2 separate regions of the Macaca mulatta genome follow, and region 1 is linked to region 2. The links are chromatin contacts, called in public Hi-C maps. All regions are on one chromosome and are shown on one strand. The core of a region is the stretch at or near the end of the contact, and the rest is flanking DNA. Distances in the headings are between cores, read along the strand shown.

Region 1 (4,800 bases), core at 2,186-4,685, 180 kb before region 2:
ATTTATGGGTAATTGGAACATATACTTGCTAGTACACACTAGCAAGAAAAGAATTGTAAACTGGCTCTTATGTTATTGTACCTTAAAAATGTATGTGGGTGAATTTTCTTTTAAGAAAACCGTTAAACTAAAGAAAAACTATGTAACACACCTAGAACGTAATCTATCTGGCTCTGACAGATTCTCAAATGTTTAATCATTTAAAATAATTTGGGATAATAGTGTTTTGGAATTTTTTTTTTTTTTTTTTTGAGACAGGGTCTCACTTTGTCACCTACACTGGAGTACACTAGCACGATCACAGCTCACTATAGCCTCAAACCTCTGGGGTCAAGCTAGCCTGTCGCCTCAGCACCCTGAGCAGCTAGGACTACAGGTATGTACCATTATGCCTGAGTGACAATCTAAAATCAATTCTATACGTATTAAAAGTTATGTATTACAAGCGTCTAAGGTCCAAAGCCTGGACTAGACTATTCACTAGCGATGATCTGGGCAATTTACTTAACTTCTTTGAATGTTAATTTCCTCATGTGTAAAATAAGAATAATGTCTACCTTGCAGGATTTTTGTGACGAGTGAATAAATCAAATGAACCTAAAACAATGTTTGACATTTTGTAGGCCTTTAGCAAATGACACTTGCTACTTACAAAAAGCTATGATGTTATTTGATTCTTTGGTCTCTGACTGATTTTAATCACGTTAGTGATTTTTTTCTTGGGCCCTGTTAATGGCAGTTCCTACAACTTCCCTTCAATTATCAACCAGGCTAAACTTATTTCATTCATCGGTTATTATTTACTGAAAACCTCCTACGTCACAGGCAATTTAAAATCTTTATTCACTTTCTACACATAATTATTGTCAGAATACCTAGACAGTAAAATGCTAGAAAACAATGACTCTACAGAAATGGTTTATATTTTACTTTTATAGTATCTCAGATGATCATATAGCAAGATCTTAATAAAGATCTTAAACAGGGATAAACTATATTTTCATAAGCTATCACCATAGCAACATGTATGCTCTATAGAAATATTTTTTCAACTTATTTGACTAAGAAGAAAAAGATTTGAAATTATAGAAGTGAAACAATAAAAGGGTTAGAAAAAAACAAGAAGCAAAACACGTTTACAAAATAACTATCATGAGGATTCTACTGATACATAAGATACCACCACACTGCTTTATATAGTATGCCTTTAAAATATTAATAAAATAATTTCTCAATCTAACAGGAAAAGCAATTCAAAAGCTAAGCAAAATAAAAACGAAAGAAAGAACATGTGTACATGCCAAGAGTGGGCACTAATACTGTTCATCAGTGTACTGTACTGTGTGATTTTTAGACTAAAAGGTTTTTCAATGTTATAGTGAAGCCTATGAAATACCAACTACCCTAACAAGTTTTTATCCCATAAACCAAACAGATATGAGTAAAAGATAAGGGAATATATTTTTCAATTTCATTGAATAGTAAGAATATTTCTCCTTGAAACATTCCTCGCCTGGCTCTCATTTGTACAACAGGAAACAGAATAAAAAGGGTGGCCTACACACCCTTTGAAATTCCATTTCTGAAATCACTGTCTTATTCTCGAATGTTAGAACTTTTTGTGGGATCTGACATATTCTCAAGTAGCTGTGAAGTGCATTAAGGTATCAATGAGTACCCCCATCTACCTCTTCCCTCCCACTTTTCCAAAAATACAGCTGCCTTTGGAACCTTAAATGGTAAAAATCAACAGATAAAGGAGTCTTAGACAGATATGCTAAGTCACCTTAAGGATCAAAGCTGCAGAATAAGACATGGCAGTATGAGCATAATACAGTAATAATTGACATTAGTAAAAGAATTCATCAATATAAATGGAGTGTGGATGGTCAGAAAAGGAAGTAAAAGAAAGCAAGATACATATTGGCAATGCCTACTTAAATATCCACTGCCACGATAGAGATAACCTAGCTTCATGCTACCAAACATTTAGAATCGTAATTAATCCCCCATTGAGGAAGTAAAAAATAGGAAACTGGGATATGGGAAAAGGTCATCAAGCCTAGATTTGAAACCAGGATATAAAGAGCTGGAATTACAGGCACCCGCCACCCTGCTCGGCTAATCTTTGTATTTTTAGTAGAGACGGGGTGGTCTCAAACTCCCGGCCTCAGGTGATCCGCCCAACTCGGCCTCCCAAAGTGCTGGGATTACAGGCGTGAGCCACGGCACTCGGCTAGCGTTTTCCCTTAGACTCGAAATTTCGCTCCTATTGTCCCATCCTTGTAGTAAAAAAGGTATTCTTTCTAAGGCTTAATAACAAATTTTACTCTTGGCAATTATCAGGAACTCGACTATATTAAAATAGCTAACGAGAGGAAATTACTGAAGCTACAAAGTCAAAGGTCTCACCATCAAAGTTATCCTTGACAACTGACAAGAGCTGTTAGATCTTCTTTTGGTCTTTCTGCTAATTCAACCCTAGTCTTAAAAATAGCCACCTATTGCCTAATCCCCTAATCTCGTATTTCTAATACGAGAAAGTTTCTATATATCCAAACTTTCCTATCTTTGAGGGGCAGGCATGGTTAACGTGGTTCTCAGTAAGATATTCATTTACAACTAAGAGAAAATCCCAGGCTATCATCTGACATTCTTGTTTTACTTTAAAAACCTTTCTAACGTTATTTATTCTCTGACAACCTCAAAATTACTTTCCACAAAGAAAATTCTAGAAATCTAAAAATGCGAAGTGCGTGCTTGTCAGAAGGTACTAAGGAAATTCTTCCTTTAAACGTCAAATGTGAATTCTAACTTCTAATGGGTAAGACCCTCGAGATTTACAGCGGTGGTCTGGTGGAAAGAAAACCCCCTTGGCACTAGGAGCTCACAAAACCCCATCCCGTGGTTGAGGCGGAAGCGGCTACGCGCTCCCGGGCTTTCGACAAGCAGCCCTGCAACGCAGGCCCGTCATCTTCAGCAGAAAGCTCTCTCACGTCCTGGCCCGCAAGCCCGGAGGGTTCGTCATAAACACACAAGGCAAGGATAGAAGCGAGGCCAAGAGGCAGGTCACGCAACTGTCAAACGAAGCCCACCCACCGACTGACAAGTCCCCAAGGCGACAAGCGATCCCCGCGCGGGATACTCACCCGTTACCTCAGGATCGCGACTACAACTCCCAGGAGGCTGGGCGAGCGACGAACCAACGCCCTTCCCAGAATGCAGCACAGCGGCATCCCTATCCCGCCCTCTCCTTACTGCGCTCCTCCTACTTTTCTACCCCTCGTCATCCGGGAGAGCCGGAGGTAGGGTGCGGGAGGAGGATCCCGCACGCTTGGCGTGTCGCGTCAGACGCCGGGAGGGGGACGGGGCGGGGAGGAGGAGGGGAGAATGGGAGGACGAAGGGGAGGGGAAAGGACAGGGGAGGGGAGGGTAAATAGTGGGCCAGGCAGCAAGATGGCGGCGGTAGCGGAGGTGTGAGTGTACTCGGGTCTCAGCGGCCGGATTTTCTCTTCCCTTCTTCTCCCTTTTCCTTCGCTATTTGAAATTGGCATCGAGGGGGCTAAGCTCGGGTGGCAGCACCGGGCGCAACGCAGGGGTCCCGGCGACGGCGGCGGCGGCTGACGGCTGGAAGGGTAGGCTTCCTTCACCGCTCGTCCTCCTTCCCCGCTCCGCTCGGTGTCAGGCGCGGCGGCGGCGCGGCGAGCGGACTTCGTCCCTCCTCCTGCTCCCCCCCACAGCGGAGCTGGCACTCTTCGCTTCGCCATCCCCCGACCCTTCACCCCGAGGACTGGGCGCCTCCTCCGGCGCAGTTGAGGGAGCGGGGGCCGGTCTCCTGCTCGGCTGTCGCGCCTCCATGTCGGATAATCAGAGCTGGAACTCGTCGGGCTCGGAGGAGGATCCAGAGACGGAATCTGGGCCGCCTGTGGAGCGCTGCGGGGTCCTCAGTAAGGTGAGCAACCGGTGGTGCCAGGGGACCCCTGGCCAGACTCACCTGCCGCGAGGCAATCCGCTGAGGCGGTGGGGTGGGGCTGGCGGGAGGCGCGGAACGTGCCGGGGTGCGAGGCTGAGTACTGCTGCGGCGACTAGGGATGAGGCGGGGATATAGGGGGCCTGTCCTTGCTGCCCGAGGGCTCGTCGGGGGCAGCCGAGGACCAGGGAAAGGGTGTATCAACCGGGGATCCAGTTTGGGAGACCAGATGCGTGCCGTGCCTTGGGACCTAGGGCGGCAGCTGTCCCGGGTGTAAGGAATCCGGGTTGGGCTTCAGCGGTGTCCGAACGACTGGGCACGGGAGCGGTTCAAGTCGGACCTCTTAAAAGAGGTTGGTCTGTCTGAGGATGCTAAGCCGAGTAGGTTGGGGGGCACTGCGGACGCAGCTGTTTCGACAGAAGCCGGAGCGACTCAGCTTGGTGTTGAAATTTGAGGTGTTGAACTCGCCAGGTTAGATGTAGTGAGACAGATTAATGTGGAGGACTTTCTCCCTCACCCTGTACCTTAGTTCAGAATAGAGATATTGAATCGGCACGTGATGGGTACAGGAAATATTCATAGTAACTTGAAACATGTGAGAAAGGAGACTGATCTTTAGTCCAGGAAGAAGAGCATTATTTAATAATAAACTCTTTTTGCGGTAAGGGGTCCAGGGTAAGGAAAAGATGTTTTACCTTTTATGTATTTTTTAAAATCCGTGTATCAAAATTTTAGGAAAGCAGCCATTATAGAACTGCAGATGGGTGATCTCTTGATATTACGTGGTTGGGATTTTTTTTTTTTTTAAGTTTTTGCTATAAGAAGATTCA
Region 2 (4,330 bases), core at 43-2,542:
TGCCGGGCCTCAAGGACATTCCTTGCAGTCCCCGCGGGTCCGGGCCGCCACACCAACAAAGCGCAACCGCAGCACCCTCCAGGTCCGCAGGAGCTGCCGGCAGCCACTTCCCAGGGCCGAGGGAAGCTCCAGAATTGCCACCAAAATAGCCCAAACCCCGCTCCCACCCATCTCGCCCCGCTCCCCGCCGCCCCGGCCCCGCTTCTCGGCCACCACCCGCCTCACCTCCAGATCTCACTAGAGGCCACCAAACCCCGGCGCCGGTGCTCCGCCCGTCTCCAGTCAACGGAGACACGGAGCGGAAGGAACACTCGCCTTACGCACGCGTGGAGCCGGACGAGCCTTCGACCAATAAAAGAGGATCGTTCGATTGTCTAGCCAATCGCCTGGGGGCTGCTCGGCCTGACGGCGCTACGTCACGAACGGTCGCCTTAACAACCGCCCACAGCTCTCTGCAGGGCCAAGAACAGGCACCGCACCATCTCTCACCACGGCCCGGCCAACCAATAGCCGTTCGAGTCCCAGCAGTAGGGCCTGCCTATTGGCCCTAGAGCCGTGGGGGCGCAAGCATGGCAGCTGCCTAGGCGAAGGCGATAGGGGACCTGGCGGGTGGAGTGTCCCACAGCCCCAGGGCCTGACCCGTGGTCGTCCTGGCTGTGAGAGTACAGTGGGAGGCAGTTATAGGAAGCAGAATTGAGCGTGAGGGAAAACGCAGGGTCAGGTCGATGACTGAAAGCTCAGTTACTAGCGCGGGAGAGATGGAGGGAAGTGGAGGCGGCCATGAAAAAAAGAGGAGTATAAAAAAGGGAAGGTGGCAGCGACGGGCACCTCAAACCTATAACTGGCCGGTAGCCGAAACCAGCGGTTTCCCGAGATTTACCCGTTAGTGTAAATGGCTCCGGTTACCTGCATCTCTCTGTCTCGTGTAGGACATCCATTGCATGCTGGATTCTCTCTGAAATGTGCCTCTCCTGCGTCTTCTCTGCGTTCCTTCTGCTCTCCACCTGGTGCAGGGCTTTATTATCTCTTACTTAAAACAGTGCAATAGCCTCTCCAAACTGGTCTTCCCAGTCTTGGACGCATTCACTTTCCAACCTCTCTTGCACAACTCCCACACGCAGTATGTGGCATACTACTTCCTATTATGCCATAGACCCAGATCAGCGTTTCTCATTGTCTACTGGATTAAAGAAAGAACCTGTCACCACTAATATGGCCCCACCATACATTTCTGACGTATCTCTACTTTCCTGTGCGAACCTTACAGTTCAACCAGGAGTAACTGGCCCTTCTTCAGTCACACTCAGTACCTTTTTACCTCCCTGCTTATGTTCTCTTTGTTTACCTTGGATATGCCTACCCATTTAAACTTGAGATCCTAAATATCCCTTAAGGGCTTTTTCATATACCACCTCCTTTTCTAATTCCCTCAAACACATCATCACTGCCGACCTTGAAAACCCATAAAATTTCCGTAATATTTTTTGACTTGCCTTACTATCGTATGTGGAAATGTATTAAGGACAGGAATAGTATTTCACTCAATTTTTAAAGCCCATATTTTGAAACAGTACCAGGAAAACACTAAACACTCCCTAGTTTTAATAAATGATTATAGATTGTTATAATCCTTATATAATAGGTATTATTCCCATTTTACAAAACAGTAAAAATTAAAGTTTGTCAAGCAACTTGCTGTGGATCACATAATGAGTAAAACTGGAATTTGAACCCAGATCTAATGCTTACGCTGGTTCTACTGTTCCCCACTGCTTCCGTGTAAGACCTTCATTCATATCTCTTTACCAAATGTTGTGCCTTTGAAATGCTCATTATGTGGATTACACTGTGGTTGGCATGGGAGATATAGTGACAAACATGACAGATATGGTGCCTGCCTTTATGAACCTTGCACAGTAAAGAGAACAGGTGAACTACCCGAAGATTGCAGTGTTCTCTTAGCAGCCTTGTCAAAAGAGAGAGAGAGAGAGAGAGAGAAAAGTGTATAAGTACCAAGAGCCTAGAAGCTGTCATATTTTTAATGCTGCTACAAGTCTCAAGGGCCAAATATCTCAGAAGTTACTGAATGTACACATGCCTACTAATGTAATTCAAATAAGGACTATAAAGCTGTTACCAAAACAGGCTTTAGCCCAAGATTTAGAAATTTTCATTCCCAAACTGCCTAATTGAGAACTCCAATAGTAATATGAGTTCAAAAGCAAGCAATAAAGAAACGCCAGTTGTCTAGTTTTATGGTCTTAAAATAAATTCTATATCATTCCCAAAAGGTATTTCAAAGGAATCTTTATAGCACTTTACTAATAATTTGTACTTAGTGATAAATCACAAAATTTGGTATGGACACAACTTAGAAAGGGAGGGTGGGGTAGGCGCCAAGGAAGTCTATGCGCCGCTTCCTCGTATGTATTTAACCATTCAAACAAAGAGTTTATAAAAGTATAATTTTTTTATTTTTATTTTTTGAGACAGAGCCCAGGTTGGTGTGCAGTGACACGATCTTAGCTCACTGAAACCTCTGCCTTCTGGGTTCAGCGATTCTCTTGCCTCAGCCTCCTGGATAGCTGGGATTACACGGGTGCACCACCAAGCCCAGCTTACACACACACACACACACACACACACACACATATATATATAAAATTTGTATATTTATATATATATATATATATATTTTTTTTTTTTTTTTTTTTTTTTTGAGACAGAGTCTTGCTCTGTCACCCAGGCTGGAGTGCAGTGGCGTGATCTCGGCTCACTGCAAGCTCCGCCTCCTGGGTTCACGCCATTCTCCTGCCTCAGCCTCACGACTAGCTAGGACTACAGGCGCCCACCACCACGCCCGGCTAATTTTTTGTAGTTTTAGTAGAGACGATGTTTCACCATGTTGGCCAGGCTGGTCTCAGCTCCTGACCTCAAGAGACCCGCCCGCCTCAGCTTTCCAAAGTGCTGGGATTACAGGTGTGAACTACCGCACCCCCCCTAAAAGTATAATGTTAAGAGCCCCTTTAAAAGTAATGAATGACCCGCATTGCCATCTTAATCCATCACCTTTACCGTTTACATACATAAATATGTTAGGCTTCCAACCTTCACATTTTTGGTTTTAGTCGTCATGAGTCTTGCTTAAAGATGGGGAATTATAACAGCAGCAATAATACTAAAACAAATATTTACATTGCTGTTTCTATGTCAGCCACTTGTCTAAGTGCTTTTGATATATTAACTCCTTTTATTAAAAGTCCACTGAGGAAAACAATAGTAGAATCTGCATTTTACAAATGATGAAGCTACAGAAACAGAGAAGTTAAGTAATTTGCCTAAATCCACATAGCTTGAAAGTAGCAGAGCCAGAATATAAACTTTGAAATGTGGCTCCCAAGCATATACACTAAACCACTCCACTGTCTTATTTTTTGTATTAGCATAATATGCACTATTTTATATTAGTACATATTATGTGATTGTTTAATTTGCTGATGCTTCATTACAAAAGACTTTTCATAATATCAATGAAGAGTTGTACTTATTTGTTTCCCTTTACAGCTCCCAGCTGTGTTCAAATTTGTATTTTCCAGCCTTTGGCAGTTTTCTTTCTCTTTGTCCTGCACAATGTTTTTTTTGTTTTGTAATTTTAAATTTCAGGATAATTTCTTTAGACTAGCTTATTGCAAATGATAATTGCCCACACATAGCTCTTGGCAGATATGATGACTGATTACCACTTCTGCCAAAGGTTGGGAGATATTCACTGAGGGCCTTACTCTGTGATAGGCAAAGGGTTAGGCCCTCAAGGCAGAGAGTTAAATAGGAAAATATATACAAACAAACCCTTCCCAGATAACATGGTCAGTGTTCTGAGTGAGGTATACACAGGGTCCAGTGAGAAAAGTTTGGGTTGTGTTTTGAACAAGAGGAGGAAATGGTTTGAAGTCTATTCTAGGCACAAAGGCTAGTATTGTTAGCATGAGAATGGAGGTGATGTAGATATACAAGAAAATTTAATTGGGTAGAAATCTTAAAGTACTATAGAATACAAGAAATTTAAAAGGTAAGGAAGTCATGAGCAGGTTGGCAGAAGATCTCAAAGTCCCTAGTGGTGATATTGTACATGCACTGAAAGTCTCAGCTGCCTGCTTCTCAATAACAAAACTAAAAATACTGCTTCTTTGTTCCTAAAACTTCCCAAAAACGAAATGAATAGGTGAAGCCTCTCTTGACATTGGGAAGAAACGTCTCTACAAGAGTGAGTACACACAAAGATTTCTGCTGTCCACTGAGCCTGCTTTCACTGTTTAACTGGTCCTGTTTG

What was found. A called contact is a pair of places that touch in the nucleus more often than the background predicts.
Region 1: a contact with region 2 is called in a Hi-C map of liver, with 2.4 times the contacts expected there. The contact joins the promoter of CERT1 here to the promoter of HMGCR in region 2. A contact is called at or near these places in 3 of 14 Hi-C or Micro-C datasets (fetal cortex germinal zone, fetal cortical plate and liver).

The regions. Positions count from the first base shown.
Region 1 is chr6:81,913,543-81,918,342 of T2T-MMU8v2.0, reverse strand. It overlaps CERT1 (ceramide transporter 1), which reads left to right and starts at 3,435. Exons shown (of 17, transcript XM_078004888.1): 1 at 3,435-3,952. The coding sequence starts at 3,857. POLK (DNA polymerase kappa) reads right to left here and starts at 3,178. Exons shown (of 15, transcript XM_078004886.1): 1 at 3,150-3,178.
Region 2 is chr6:81,730,794-81,735,123 of T2T-MMU8v2.0, reverse strand. HMGCR (3-hydroxy-3-methylglutaryl-CoA reductase) reads right to left here and starts at 1,292. Exons shown (of 20, transcript XM_002804417.4): 1 at 907-1,292. The coding sequence starts at 943.